5 separate regions of the Mus musculus genome follow, and all the other regions are linked to region 3. The links are chromatin contacts, called in public HiChIP or PLAC-seq maps. All regions are on one chromosome and are shown on one strand. The core of a region is the stretch at or near the end of the contact, and the rest is flanking DNA. Distances in the headings are between cores, read along the strand shown.

The links. HiChIP or PLAC-seq counts read pairs in DNA pulled down with a chosen protein or histone mark.
Region 1: an H3K4me3 HiChIP or PLAC-seq map of embryonic basal ganglia shows a contact between it and region 3, with 5 times the contacts expected there. The contact joins two enhancer-like sites. A contact is called at or near these places in 1 of 15 datasets of contacts at CTCF or cohesin (the NIH/3T3 cell line) and 6 of 115 datasets of contacts at active chromatin or transcription factors (craniofacial prominence, embryonic basal ganglia, embryonic stem cells and 3 more).
Region 2: a contact with region 3 is called in an H3K4me3 HiChIP or PLAC-seq map of bone marrow-derived macrophages, with 4 times the contacts expected there. The contact joins two enhancer-like sites. A contact is called at or near these places in 2 of 484 Hi-C or Micro-C datasets (the N1E-115 cell line and liver) and 5 of 115 datasets of contacts at active chromatin or transcription factors (bone marrow-derived macrophages, embryonic stem cells, large pre-B cells and 1 more).
Region 4: an H3K4me3 HiChIP or PLAC-seq map of forebrain shows a contact between it and region 3, with 9 times the contacts expected there. The contact joins two enhancer-like sites. A contact is called at or near these places in 1 of 15 datasets of contacts at CTCF or cohesin (the NIH/3T3 cell line), 20 of 484 Hi-C or Micro-C datasets (the Ba/F3 cell line, the G1E-ER4 cell line, the HL-1 cell line and 13 more), 17 of 115 datasets of contacts at active chromatin or transcription factors (cardiomyocytes, craniofacial prominence, differentiating embryonic stem cells and 12 more) and 1 of 9 other capture datasets (embryonic stem cells).
Region 5: a contact with region 3 is called in an H3K4me3 HiChIP or PLAC-seq map of forebrain, with 4 times the contacts expected there. The contact joins two enhancer-like sites. A contact is called at or near these places in 10 of 115 datasets of contacts at active chromatin or transcription factors (VIP interneurons, embryonic basal ganglia, embryonic forebrain and 5 more) and 1 of 9 other capture datasets (pancreatic islet).

The regions. Positions count from the first base shown.
Region 1 is chr12:82,992,736-82,995,435 of GRCm38.p6, reverse strand. The region is part of intron 3 of Rgs6 (regulator of G-protein signaling 6); the gene reads right to left. Among named protein-coding and RNA genes, the nearest start is that of Gm31308, 11 kb to the left of the region's middle. Within about 2 kb of position 1,320, at least 5 of the 459 cell types and tissues checked have an H3K27ac peak or open chromatin away from gene starts, as enhancers often do. A contact at or near this core is called in embryonic basal ganglia, where this site is marked.
Region 2 is chr12:81,933,134-81,935,833 of GRCm38.p6, reverse strand. It overlaps Pcnx (pecanex homolog), which reads right to left. Exons shown (of 36, transcript NM_018814.3): 8 at 2,119-2,303. Among named protein-coding and RNA genes, the nearest start is that of Pcnx, 74 kb to the right of the region's middle. Within about 2 kb of position 1,328, at least 53 of the 459 cell types and tissues checked have an H3K27ac peak or open chromatin away from gene starts, as enhancers often do. A contact at or near this core is called in bone marrow-derived macrophages, where this site is marked.
Region 3 is chr12:82,469,449-82,472,148 of GRCm38.p6, reverse strand. No RefSeq gene overlaps it. Among named protein-coding and RNA genes, the nearest start is that of Gm30966, 5.9 kb to the left of the region's middle. Within about 2 kb of position 1,343, at least 295 of the 459 cell types and tissues checked have an H3K27ac peak or open chromatin away from gene starts, as enhancers often do. A contact at or near this core is called in VIP interneurons, bone marrow-derived macrophages, embryonic basal ganglia and 1 more, where this site is marked.
Region 4 is chr12:83,014,088-83,016,787 of GRCm38.p6, reverse strand. All of the region lies in intron 3 of Rgs6 (regulator of G-protein signaling 6), which reads right to left. Among named protein-coding and RNA genes, the nearest start is that of Gm31308, 11 kb to the right of the region's middle. Within about 2 kb of position 1,362, at least 4 of the 459 cell types and tissues checked have an H3K27ac peak or open chromatin away from gene starts, as enhancers often do.
Region 5 is chr12:83,043,459-83,046,158 of GRCm38.p6, reverse strand. The region is part of intron 3 of Rgs6 (regulator of G-protein signaling 6); the gene reads right to left. Among named protein-coding and RNA genes, the nearest start is that of Gm31187, 38 kb to the left of the region's middle. Within about 2 kb of position 1,323, at least 39 of the 459 cell types and tissues checked have an H3K27ac peak or open chromatin away from gene starts, as enhancers often do. A contact at or near this core is called in VIP interneurons, embryonic basal ganglia and forebrain, where this site is marked.

The DNA of each region.
Region 1 (2,700 bases), core at 71-2,570, 520 kb before region 3:
TGCTAATGTGTGATGGCTGTTCTTGTCAGCCTGGTTCTATCTGGAATTAACTAAAACCCAAATGACTGGGTGAACCAGTAAGGGACTTTTTTTTTTCTTAATTAAAGAATTTGAAGTGGGGAAGACACACTTCTAATTTGGAACTTTAAGATAGAAAGATCCACCTTTAATCTGGGTCACACATTTTGCTGACAGCCTGTATAAAGAACACGGAAGAAAGCTTGCCTCTTTCTCTGCCTGCTTGCCCTTGCTCTTCCTGGCAAGTTCATTGTCTCACTGGCATTAGAACTTACTTATTGGGATTTTGGGATACACTGAAAACCAGCAGAAACATCCAGCTTCATGGGCTGAACAACCACTGGATTCCTGGACCTTCCATTGGTAGACAGCCATCATTTGACTAGCTGTACCACAGCCCACAAGCCAGTCTAATAAGTCTGCCACATATATGAATATATATATATATATATATATATATATATAATGTATATATGAATATATAGTGAATATGTATATGTATTCATGTATATATTTGAACACATCTGTGTATAGTGTACCTGTGTACATGTGACCATACCTGTGTACATATGACCACACCTGTGTACATGTGACCACACCTGTGGATATGTGACCACACCTGTGTACATGTGACCACATCTGTGAATATGCAGCCATGCACATACAACTTTGACAAGTCTGTAGTCTCTCAGTCATAGAATCCTGAAAACCAATTTTATTGTGAAATACATCATCAGTGTAAACAAAAAAAATGTAAATAGAGATGTTTTAAAGTTATAATAAAATGACCACTATGCTCTGATTTTCCAGAAAAATAAACAGCCCGAATACCTCTGAGATCTGGCTGCATCTGCACCTTACTACTTTTCTGCTTTTCCTACAAGAGCTAGCTCACCCATCCAAGTTTTCATTTCTACTTCTCAGCCAAATACATCAGAGCCCTTAAGTATCATATTACTTAATTTTGTCTACTTTTGAATGCCATGCACATGGTTTCATGGTATGCATCTTTCTTATGTATCACTTCCTACTTTGTTTCTGAGTTGTATCCTCCTAAGGAGTAGCTCTTGGCCTTCATGGCTGTGTACAGTCTTACTCTTTGCCTGTGCATTTCTCTTTTGTGTCCACAGCCAACAGCCCAGCCCAGATTACCCCAGATGTTGCTGACACGAAGAGTTGGGGTTAAGTAAAGTGTCTCTAAACACTCACTCAGAGGCTTCCCTGGGCCATAGCATGTCCCTGGTAATGAAAACAAGAACTCATGAATATTTATGAGTTTTATGTGAACAGCTACTATCACCACGTGGTGTCTAATGAGGGCTGCCAATTCACACTCTTCTTAGTCACAGATTAGCACGTCTCCCATACACCTTGTGTACTTGGCACAGTCAAAGACATTGAGTTTTTTCAGCTTGGCAAGTTGAAATGGTGTCTTTCCATAGGTTCAGTTTGCATTTCTGAGATGATTGGTGCCATTGGACAAGTGGTACGTTTGATGGTGACTTACATTTCTTCTTCTATAAAATGTTTGCCTGTGATTTTTGTCCATTTTCCTATGATTCTGTTAATATCTCAATTTGTAGGAGTCTTTCATATATTCCTGACCCTAATGTCTTGTTACACCAGGTTATGAATGTCTTTTCCAAGTCTGTGGCCACTTTTATGTTTTTTAAAAATGATATTTTATAATAAATGTAGGTTTATGATTTAATAAGCTCTATTAGTTAATACTATAACCCAAACAGTCCCCAATAATCCAGTCAGAGTCCATAGATTGTCAGCTTTTGCACAAATACTGGGGGATTGTCACTTATCTATATTTCTGTTTGCTAGACTGTTAATTCCCCACTGTGCTCCCTAAATATTTGCTGTTTGGATCTTGCCCTGGTTACTTCTGCTCCATTGGTCTGTCCTGGGGATGCATTCCACTCAGGCATGTGCTCCTCGTCCATCACTCTAATAGAGACCTCCTGTTCTCTCTGTCTTTTTCCTCCTTCACTCTCTCCTTTTTTCCATGGTCCCTACCTGCAACCCCCAGTCCAGTAACTGAAACTCCCTCTTTTCTATTCTCCCCAATAATTGGCTGTAGCCACCTTTATTTAACTAATACTTTTATATTGGGGAGGAAAGTTTGCATAGCATCAGTCACTTGGTGCATGTGAGGATCTACTTGTCCCGGGCAACCAGATCTTGAGGGTCAGTATTTAGCATTTGAATACACAGCAACACCAGACCAAACCCCCAACAGAAGCTCTTAATTTTTACCAATGTCTGAAAAGTATTAAAATATGGATTTTAATATCTGATTTGATTTGATTCATTTTAAAAGGCATATATAGATGGGCATTGGCTGTTCTCTTCGATCATGCCAGCCAAAAACGTGCTAACCCATCAACTGCTCTCAGCTTGTACGCCTTTACTTCACAGTATTTCTGAAATCGAGCCTGGAGAAAGATAGGCTGCTTCTGTTTTCTTGTATACTAATTTGTTGTTGCTGCTGTTGTTAAAGGACAATTTGTTACATATAGCATTCCTAGTTGTTGCTTTCATCAAGGAATTTGAAGATTTTCTTCCTCTGTAGTGTGGTGTAGCTTCTTCCATTTTTACACAGAAATCATCTGTGTAATTTTTGTTTTTGTTGGTTTTTGTTTGTTTTATTTCGAGACAGGGTTTCTCTGTGTA
Region 2 (2,700 bases), core at 79-2,578, 540 kb after region 3:
AAATCTGAAAAAAAAAAAGCAAACCTTTATAAATAGGTCATTTTTAGGGACTATTTTACCTTTTCTCTTTGTTAACACTTTTAGTGTGTGTGTGTGCGCACAAAATGAATCTCTCTACTCTAGCCAATCCACTGTCATAGAGCTAACGGGCAATTCTATGTGATTAGTACATTATGCTTGCAGATTTACAAACCCTTTGTTACCAGGAATCTTAGGGTTATATGGTGATTGGAATCATACTATAACATAATGGATCTGCATCTAAAACCTGCCAACTGAAAGCAATAAGGAAGGAAGGATATATGTGGAGCTCTGAGGTTGTCTGTGCAAACCTTGGCTGGCTTTTTTCTTGGTCACTGAGGATCCAAAGCCAAGTCCCCAGCTTGACTGTGCACCGCACTGCACCGCACTGCACCGCACTGCACCGCACTGCACCGACTGAATCAATGGTTCCAGCCATTGATTCCCTTGGATTCCTACTTCTCCATATGACCCAGGTTGCCTGGGCTCACATTCACAGTGGTTTAAATCAATCTAATAAAAGAAAATTTCGCTGTTAACTAAGAGTCACTTGAGAGCATTTACTCTCAGTAGAATTGAATTCTACTTTATTTTTACTCAAATATCTTCCTTAGGAGACTTCCTACCTCTCAGATTACAAACTCAGAAGGAAAAACTTCTGCACTTACAGTGTTGTACTGTCTTCTCATTGCAGTTAGGAACTGCCTGCTACACATGGCAATGCCCTAACTCTCTCACATGGTCATTCTGCAGTTTCTGAAGTTCTGCAGTTCACGCTTACCTATCTGTTAACACCACTCCATGGTCCCAAGTTTTGCAAAATGGAAAGGAAGTCAATGAGTAAATAGCATATCAAGTTTTAGTAAACCTAATTTTGACTCCTTATTGCCATATAGTCCTCCAACTGACACATGAACTGGATAGTCACCTTTATAAAGAAAATCCCATGTAATAGGGCTCGATAAGATCAGAATGAATAAAGGCTTTCAAGTGAGTCTTACTTAAGAACAAGACTTTCTTTATTAACTTAAACCACTGTGAATGTGAGCACCGGAAACTTGGGTCACACAGAGAAACAGGAACCTGAGCGCATGGGCTGGGAGCCTGGCTTCAGTCAGAGCTTCACTGACCAGGCTGAGGACTGGGCTCTGGATCCTCAGTGCCCAAGAGAAAAGCCAGGTTGGGTCCACACAGACAACACCGAGCTGAGGAGGGAACCTGGGTCCCTGGAATTCCCTGGCCGTCCATTATGGCACATCAGCAGCAGTTCAGTGGGAGACTCTGCCTTGAAAAGTAAGCCACCTAGTATCTTCCTCTGGCTTCTACAGATATGTACATATGCACATGGTGGGTGAGTACACTAGCGCACATGCATGTACACACACACACACACACACACACACACCTCTGCATAAAGAAATAGGTTCTGAAGTAGCATAATATGCTAATGCACAAAGTATGTCTTAGGGTAAATTTGCTACAACTGAGAATTTAAAATATGCTGCATTTCCAAAAATTAACTTACATAATTTATGAGTATATTTACAGATATCTTAATAGATAATGAAATATTTTATAGTTATCAGTCACAAGAAGAGCCATGCTGTCCTGAGGACATTACACTTAGGATTATAATAAATCCTATGACAAGAGATGGACATACTGCAAAATGCAGGATACTTCAGAGCAATAAACGTATTAGAGAGCTTTCCTGTGTATCACATATTCAAATAATTTTTAAAAATTAAGGTTGTCTCAAAAACCACCTAAAATTCGTATTTTTCCACATGGTATTTCTGGGAATAATAGAAACATCCAAATTATTATAAGAGAATATTAGTTATAAGGAACAGTTATTAGCACATTAGCTGCCTATTAGTAGTAGATATGCTCAAAATAAAAAGTACAATGAAAAGAAAGAGAAATACAGAAAGAAAAAGTAAGTCATTCTCTTAAACTCGGCAAACAAACCCAATAAACAGTGCCTGATGCATAGCTCCAATAGAAAGCCATCTCAGGAAAGGACCGCAATCACTCTTACCCACTGACTGTCAATTACAAGTTTCCAACCACAGAGATTACATCAGGCCTGCATACCAAGTTCATCGTGCAAACTGCTACCGCCTACGGCAGATGCATGGTCATGTGAGGCTTCTAAGTGGACACTCCCTTTTCTCACCAGCAAGGAGGCACTAGCACTGAGCACTGCAGCCTGGGATGGGGGGCGGGACTGGACCTTGACCTGGGCTGTGGACTGCTGGCCTTGCTGACCATCTTGAAGGCTAGGAGAGAACATGGAGTGGGGAGACATTACAGGGAAGAAAAGAGAAAACAACAGCTAGAGTGAAAGCAATACAGATCACAGATTTCAAAATGACACTTTCAAATCGCCCAGGAGCCGCCATGGAGCTTCGTACAGTCACAGTTTACACTTGCTCTCGTCCTTACCCATCCGACTCATAGAGGAAAGCAGTGTGTACTCAATAGGGAGGTTAACTGCCAATCTGCAACTTTCTTCCAGCTCAACCCGACTAGATTCTAGAGTGAAGAAGAGAGCAAGGAGTCCGGAGTGTGCTCAAGTGAGGTGGCTCGGTGCTGGGCTCCGACAGGTAAATTTTACCTTGTAATAATTTGCTGCTTTCCCTCTAATGTTCTAAGATCTCAGATTCAGATACACAA
Region 3 (2,700 bases), core at 94-2,593:
CAGTGGACAGGTTATCAGTTCAGAGTAACAAGAGATGCTATGTGGACACTGGGAATGTGCCCTGGGTTTCAGAGACACCTGGTGTCTCCTTTCACACCTTATGCCCATGGGTGATCCTTGGGTAGGCGCTGTAAAGAGTGGTGTCCCTCCTGCCCAGGCTGAGTGGCCTCCATGAGCCTGTGCTAGGCCAGGCATGGAGAAATAAGAAGGTATGAGAATGGCCCAAGCTCAGAAGGGAGACAGACCTTTTCAGGTTCCTACAATGGTCACAGCACTTGGGGGGCTGGGGAGGTGACCCTTGAACATCTAATAAGTGAGCAGGGGACTTCAGGCTGGGCATCTCCTTTCAGACCCCCCAGCTCCTATGTCGGAGCAGGAGGGCAGGAGACCATTTGGGTAGCTACCGAAATTGGACTCTCCTTTCAGCTTAGCCACACTAGGCTGGGTCTGGAGCATGAAGGGAGGGAAACAACGAGACATTTCTTATGCCCATTTTATTCATTATAGCAAGGATCTATGTAGGCATATATTTTTCACAACCTACTTTAATAAGAGTTCGACTTCCCCTCTAGCAGAGGTAGTGGAAAAGAAAGGTTATTAGGATAGGGGTGAAGTGGACCTCTTTAGAAATAGTTCTTTGGGGGCGATTCCCATCTTCATTGTTTTCTGTCAACTAGCAAACACCAAACATAAATCAGCAACTGCAGTCCAGTCCAGTTGGCAGGCAACACACCGGGAACAGCAAAGGCAGTTCACTCCAGGGGATAAGGTGAGGTTTGCCAATCGGCCAAGTCCAGTGACCAGAAGTCGCAGGACTCTCACAAGAAGTTATTTTGGTGGGTTTCTCTCTATGAGGTCACTACAAGCGAACTTCAGCAATGCAATGGAAGGTGAACCAATCTATGCGTGTCATCAGCGAAGGCTTGCAAGGCAGTGGAGGCAAAGCAGCTGGCGCTCCCACTCTCTGTGGGGCCATATTTATATTCTTTCTAAACATTGGGCATCCTTTCACCTGTTTGCTATAGCAAAACATCCTCTCACCTGTGTCTCCTTCATCAAAACATTCTCTCACGTGTCTGCTTTAGCAAGACATCCTTTCCCCTGATTGTCCCAGCAAAACATTATAACCCAAGTCTTCAAAGAAACCAGAAATTTCCACTTTAGATCTACTACATACATGTAATGAATCCTGATGCCTGACCCTTTTCTCTCCCCCTCGTTGGTTTTTCTTGTTTGATTTGTCTTGCGTTTTAAACAAGATCTCCTCCTCTGTAGCCCAGGCTGAACACAGCCTTAACCAGATCCCTCCTGTTGCAGCCTGAGTGCGGGAATTACAAGCATGCGCTGACGTCACCCCTGCTTTCCTCCAATCATGGAGAACCGCATCAGCGGCTTCATCGACATCAGCGTTTGATGCCGCTGGACCGCCTTTAAAGGAAGGGGTAGTATGTGTTTCTGCACCTCAAAGCCTAGCAGTCTATCTAAGATCACTCTATGCTTTCTGACTTCCCTGCCCCATAATTCCCAGGGGCAGCTTTCCAACGGCTTCCCTCCGCAGTGATGTTGAGGTTTACAAAAGCTGGAAGTGCCTTCCGGGGGGTGGGGGTGGGGGGAGGAATCTCCACAGAGATTCTTTCCTTCTTGCCCTGGAGCAGAAATAACCTATCACCCCCACCCCCACCCCCACTCCCTCCCCGCCACGACTCCCTTCCCTCCTCCCCGGTTCACACAGCAAGACCTCTTTTTTCTCCGCCCTCTAGAGTTTCCACCACCAAAAAAAATATTTTTTTTTAAAAAAGATGCAGTACTGAAGGGGTCAGTTTGGCCAGTCCCACTCCTTAGCGCAGACTCTGATGGGGCTATGGTACTTCTTGAAACTGAAAGCGGGAGAGACGCCTGCTTGTAGCCATTAAGGAAACAGCCCAACTGGCTTGGATGCCGGCCCAAACACAGACAGCAGAGGACGCTCACAGCATGCTGTTAAGCCTGCACGGGTGCAAGTTGGTGCTGGGGGACGTTCTGGCTCCGGAAAGTTCAGTACTAAAGTGAATGGCTACACACATACCCATGGCATCTTCTCTCCTTGGCCCCTCTGTGATTTTCTCCTAAACTCACAACCTACATCGCTATCACATGCCACCTTTTGTGTTCCTGACAAGCAGCCTGGAAGCTGGGGACATGAACTTCGTTTCTAATTTTGTAGAGATCTTTCCTCCTATGAAACTTCTCTCCCTCCTCCTTCTGAACTTTGAACTGTAAAACTGTCAGAAGAGCATGGGGTGGGGGGGGGGGAATTCCGCTGGGAGCGGAAGTCTCTGAGCAGCAGGTTTTGGTAATGAGGCTACTCACCTCTTTAGTGAGCTATCTAAAGAGACCTTGATTTTGGTTTTGGCTGGTGTAGAGGGGAGTCATTTAAGTAAATCTAATTGACTCTTTCTTCTCCACCCACCCACCAAAGGAAAGAGGGTGACCCCAACTCATGCCTCAGTGAAGCCCGTGAGTTACCGTCCTTTGCTGGTTCAGCCCACACAGAGGAACTGCTATGGGTCCCACGAATACTGCACATTCACTCTCAGAGCATCACAGAGTCTCTGCCCCAGGTTTAACGGGATGCTAGAGATCTCAGCAGCTTGCTGAGGTGGAGAGACCCACCCTGGATAATGTTCATCAAGGGATTCCAGGTCTGTCTCTGCCTTGTCC
Region 4 (2,700 bases), core at 113-2,612, 540 kb before region 3:
AACAGATTAACTTGCAATCATTTCAGCCCGCCACTGGCCATTTGCTAAATGGCATGGTTTGATATGGGAGTGTCCTCTTGCCCCTTGTTGGCGCCAGCCAGGCTTCTTATCAGGATGGTGTGACGGCTGAAAGTCACCCAACCCCTCATGACACACATCTTTCTCAGCAGATTTGCCCTTCATCTGCTGAGATTCAAGGACACAAGAAGAGAAGAAAATAATGAAATCAGGTAAGGAGAACTGCAGCGTACTGAGACCTTCTCTGGGGTCCAAGCTCAGCGACAGAAGCGTGATGTTGACACAGCATCTGCCCAGTGTTTCCCTGACTTCAGAGAATTCCCATGGAAGTCCTCTCTTCAAGACCTTGTTCTGATTTTCTTCTTTCCTTTCCCAGTTCTGTTTCCTGATAAAGAGGCTGTTTGAAGTTCAACAGTGGCAATGAACGACCATATGACCATGTTATGTGTGTCCTGTAGATGTCTCTGATGCTGCTGGTGGGGATTGGGGGGCGGGGGAGAGGTGGGGTGGGGGTTGTGATTGGAAGGGATAGCTTCACCTGTCTTCCTAACCTCAGGGCTTGACTCACCTACGATGTAAACCATTGCTATGGTGAGCACAAACCTTCCGTGCAGAAGGAGGGGCTGTGGAAGGTCCTCCCCCGTTCAGAGCACCGTGGGTACTGAGCTCTCACAGGCAGAACGAGGAAGGCTGTCAGCAGAGTGGCATTAGATTGTTTTGAGTGCAAGTGTGCACTCCATGGTGTTCTGAACCCCATCTAATCTGGAGGGCTGTCCCATTCGTAAATCTTTTAGCATTTAAATAAACTTTGCTAAACTCATTTCATCTAAAATCATTTCTCTTTTACCAGGGGAAAAGATTCATTTATCTGTTGGATTCTGTTAACCTGAGTCTTTTGACTCTGAACTGGAAGGACCTCTCCTTGGTGTCTGTGTCATTAATTTTAAAGGATGTCACTAGTTTTACAGAATAGACCCAAGTGTAGCCTCAACATATGTGAATTTAAGACTTTGCCCCAGCAAAGCAGGAAGTCACTTTGTATTTTATGCTCTTCCTTCAACTACTGAACTATTCCCAGTTGGTATGTACCAAGGACTCCAGAGACTCCTGCTGGCACAGGAAGTGTGGTCTGGATGCCACAGGACAGGTGCCCTGGGACAACCCAAGTCTCTAGGCATTTAAATCCTTTCAATTGACTATAAAATGTCTGTTTATTCAGCTTTTTATGACGTCAGCAGAAGCAAGGAGCCAATTACCTAATGCACCTCCCCCGTCCTTATCATTACACTGTGAGACTTAACACACGGGATGACTCTGATACTCTGCGATTTCCTTGATGCTGGCCTGACGCAATATCTATTTTGAGAAACTAAACCCTCAGTCCACAAAAAATGTCATTCAACCATGAACTGGCCTCAGGGACCTTTTGCCTTTCATTTGGCGACAGTCCAACACAGCACAAAGTAAGTACGAGAAAGATGCCATCAAAAGACCACCAGATATGCCTTGCAAACGTTGTCTTGAGAGGGCATGCTGGAATCTCATAACATGGTCCTTTGGGTTATACTAGTATATAATTATAAATATTGAAGAAGATCACTAAAAGGGGGGGGGGGCTGGAGAGGTGGCTCCAGGTTTAAGAACTCCTCCAGAGGACACAAGTTCAATTCCCAGAGTTCTCAACTGTCTAAAACTTCAGTGCCAGAAGAGGGCGTCAGAGCCTTGACAGTTATGGTACTGCATGCACGTGGTGCACAAAGATGCAGACAAAACACTCAAGCACATGGGGCAAAGCAAATAAATTCTTTTTCTTCCTTCCTTCCTTCCTTCCTTCCTTCCTTCCTTCCTTCCTTTCTTTCTTTCTTCTTCTTCTTCCTCCTCCTCCTCCTCCTCCTTCTCCTTCTCCTTCTTCTTCTTCTTTGTAAATAGGACTAAACCCACAAAATTGGAAAAAAAAATAGAGGGCTGATGGGATGACTCAGTGGTTTAAGGCACTTGTTGATAAGTTAACTGACCTGAGTTTGACGCCTGGGAGCCAGCCAGTGGAAGATGAAAACAGATTCCAACCTATATAAACGTGCACACACACACATACATAGTAAGTAAACACATGTAATGATATTTTTTAATTAGCAGAATTTGCAAACTACCCAGGGATCTGCAAAGCACTAGGATCTGCAGCTCTTTGTCTGCAGCCCCAGTTTTTTCTAAAATATGTCCGTTTGAACTGGTCTTCAGGAGAGAGGGCTTTGCCAAGTCTGCTGAAGTAATAGCAAAGGACTCTCCAAACACCCTTCAGAGACTGGGCACTTCAAGATGGCCAGCAGCTCGAGGCAGCTTGTTTAAACTCAATCTGAGCAGTGTCTTTTAGACTACAGGGAAGAGTGACTCCATCCTGAGAAGCAGAGATGGACACAGACACATACACACAAGATACACACACACACTCACAAACTAGAAGCAGAAAGTGAAGTAAGCCTGAGGGTCTGAGTTGGCCATTGTGTCATGTCTGGGCTCCTTTTCTGCCTCCTATTCAAGAGGCTGTCCCTGATGTCACAACAGGCTGTCCCTGATGTCACAACACAATTGAACACAGTTAAGAGCAACGGTGATAGTGATAGCACTCTTGGGTGATAGTGAGGTCAGGGCGAGGTGTATGTATTTGGAGGTCAGAGGACAACT
Region 5 (2,700 bases), core at 74-2,573, 570 kb before region 3:
GGGGAATCCCTGAGGGAGTGTGTATTATTGATGTGCCAAGGTCCCCAGTAGCTCAATTCTGTGGAGCTGGGAAAGCCTTCTTCCTGACGAGGCTCAGAAGCACAGCAAAGTCTTCTTTGTGGGGAGGGGGCGGTCCAGGTCTAAACTTCCTTTCTTAGGAGTTTACAGATGGAGACAGTCCCTTACAGAGATCTCTTACCGAGACTAGCTATCACTGCTCCCTGGGCGATACGTAACAAACACAGAGAGAGAGAGGATCTGGGTCGCCAGGGTGGTCAGTGCAGCTCCATCAGAGTACACACAGCCCCACCTGACCCAGCTTTTGGGTACTGATATCTCTGTGTTGGTTCTCATTCGTTTGCCTCTATAGTCAGGATTTTAGGATCCAGGCCTCCAGGTACATCACAGGCATGCAGGAACCCAATATCTGCAAGATTCCAAATATCTGATCTACCCACCATGTCACCCGAAGATTTCATTTTACACAGACCTCTAAACATGGCTTTATCATACTTTGATAGAAAATGGGTTCAAAGGAACAATATTTCCAGATCTGAGTCGAGAGCAGGTCTGAAACCCTGGTGTGTGTGTGTGTGTGTGTGTGTGTGTGTGTGTGTGTGTGTGTGTGTGTGTGTGTGAGGGAAAGCAGGCAGGGGAGGGTAGATTAGATTAGCAGGCTAATCGCTGCCTGGCTAGCTTCCCAGACAGGTGAATGAGATCCAACAGAGGAATTTACTGAGACACTCTTTTTTTGAGAATCAAAAATTTCAGACATTTGATCATTAGACTAGAAGTGAGATCTCTGATGGCGGGACAGCCTGGACCTTTGGTGTCTGATTTCTGTGTGGCTCAATGCCAGTGCCTTGGCGCTGCCAGGGCTTTACCCTTGTCCTCATGGGCTTTGCCTGGGGTCAGCCCTCATTGACAATTCCATTTCCTCACATGTCAGCCTCTAAGGCAAGACTAGGAAGCTTCCCACCCGAGCTTCCGGACCACATCTATGAGCCGAAACTGGATGTAAAAACACTTCAATCCGTTCCCATCCTTTGAGAGGGCGTTCACTTGTACCTCCGTGGGTACGTGTGTGCGCATGCTCATTTTCCCCCCACATCGCAGAAGTTCTGTTATTTGTTCTAGGAAATGCAGAACAAAACAGACATCAGCTAAGAACTGTAATCCCAAACTGGGGGTGGGGGAGAGACACTAACCTGTTCTTTTTTTTTTTTTTTTCCTTAAAGAAAAATAGTTCTTTTCTGTGGGTTGCCTGGAAACCGAGAGGCTTCCAGGATCACTCCGACTCTCCCCGGGGCCTGTGGATTATCTTTCCGCTGAGCTTGCTCAGCCATTATTTATCACCTGCCAAGATTGATTGCTCACTCTGGGACAATGACAGCCCTTCCTTTCCCCTGTTAATTACTGTCATCATTAATATCCATGTCACTAATTAGTATTCATTCACATTGAAACTCCTTCCCTGCTCTCCTACCCACCCTCCCCAGGCCCCAGGCCCATTGTCTGGATTTCTAACCCTCTTTGGCACTCAGTTTCTGGTCCAATTTTTCTCTGGCTCTACCAAACCCTGGTCACCTTCACTGAGCTAAAGGATAGCAATTAAGCACTTTTCTCCTCCCACTAACACTTTGGGGACCACAGAGCTGGGTTTTGTGTCCTGGTATAGTGACACTGGCAGTTGCCATGTGGGGATTAAGCTGCTATTCTTGGCTATCCTGGGTAAGGATACTTTATCTGCTGTTCCGTCACTGTCTCTCACACACAGTGGGTACCATTCTGTGGCCTGCGGCAAGCATGCTGGAGGATGCTTAGGGATGGGTCCGCTTCCCCCTCACTGCTTTTTAGGAGTGCTATTTCCTGCTTCTAAGGACTGACTGATCCACAAATGGCCTACCCCAGCTTTGGGGCTGGAAATGAACCACTGTGGTTCAGCCCCACAATAAGCAGGAAAGGCAAATATGTCATAATATTATGAAAGTGCTCCAACTAGGCATGTTATAGCCAGATGGGAACAGTCCACACAGCAACGGGAGCAAGCATTTGCTTTTAATTTTTCCTCTCTCTCCACCAACTCCAGCGACTGTCCTTTCCTTTCTCTCCACAAAAGAATTTGAAGAAGATTCATTTCTGTTTCATCGGAAAATAACTGCTGCCTTCTGTTTCCACTGTTGGTTTTTAGAGCTTACCTTTGTAAGACGCCCTGCAGGGACTTACAGACTGATAACACGGCACAGTGTAACACACACAGCGGAGTTACTCTGTTCCCTAGAGCCCAAGACACTGACCTAGAAGCTGTCTTCCTGAGGCCAATTGCATCTCTCTCTCTCTCTCTTTCTGTGTTATGTACATGCTATGTGGGTGCGTGTACAAGTATTTTACACATGCATTTGTATGTCAGAGATGAATGCACACACCTCCTTCAGCTACTCTTTACGTCATTCTTGAGACAGGGCCTCTCTCTCTCTCTGTCTCTGTTTCTGTCTCTGTCTCTCTCTCTGAGACAGGATTTCTCTGTGTAGCCCTGGCTGTCCTGGAACTCACTCTGTAGACCAGGCTGACCTCAAACTTGGAGATTCGTCTTCTTCTGCCTCCTGAAAAGTAAGGTTTCTTATTGAATCTGGAGCTCATCTACTCAGCTACGCTGTCTGTCTGTCTGTCTGTCCAGTGAGCTACAGGAATCTACCTATG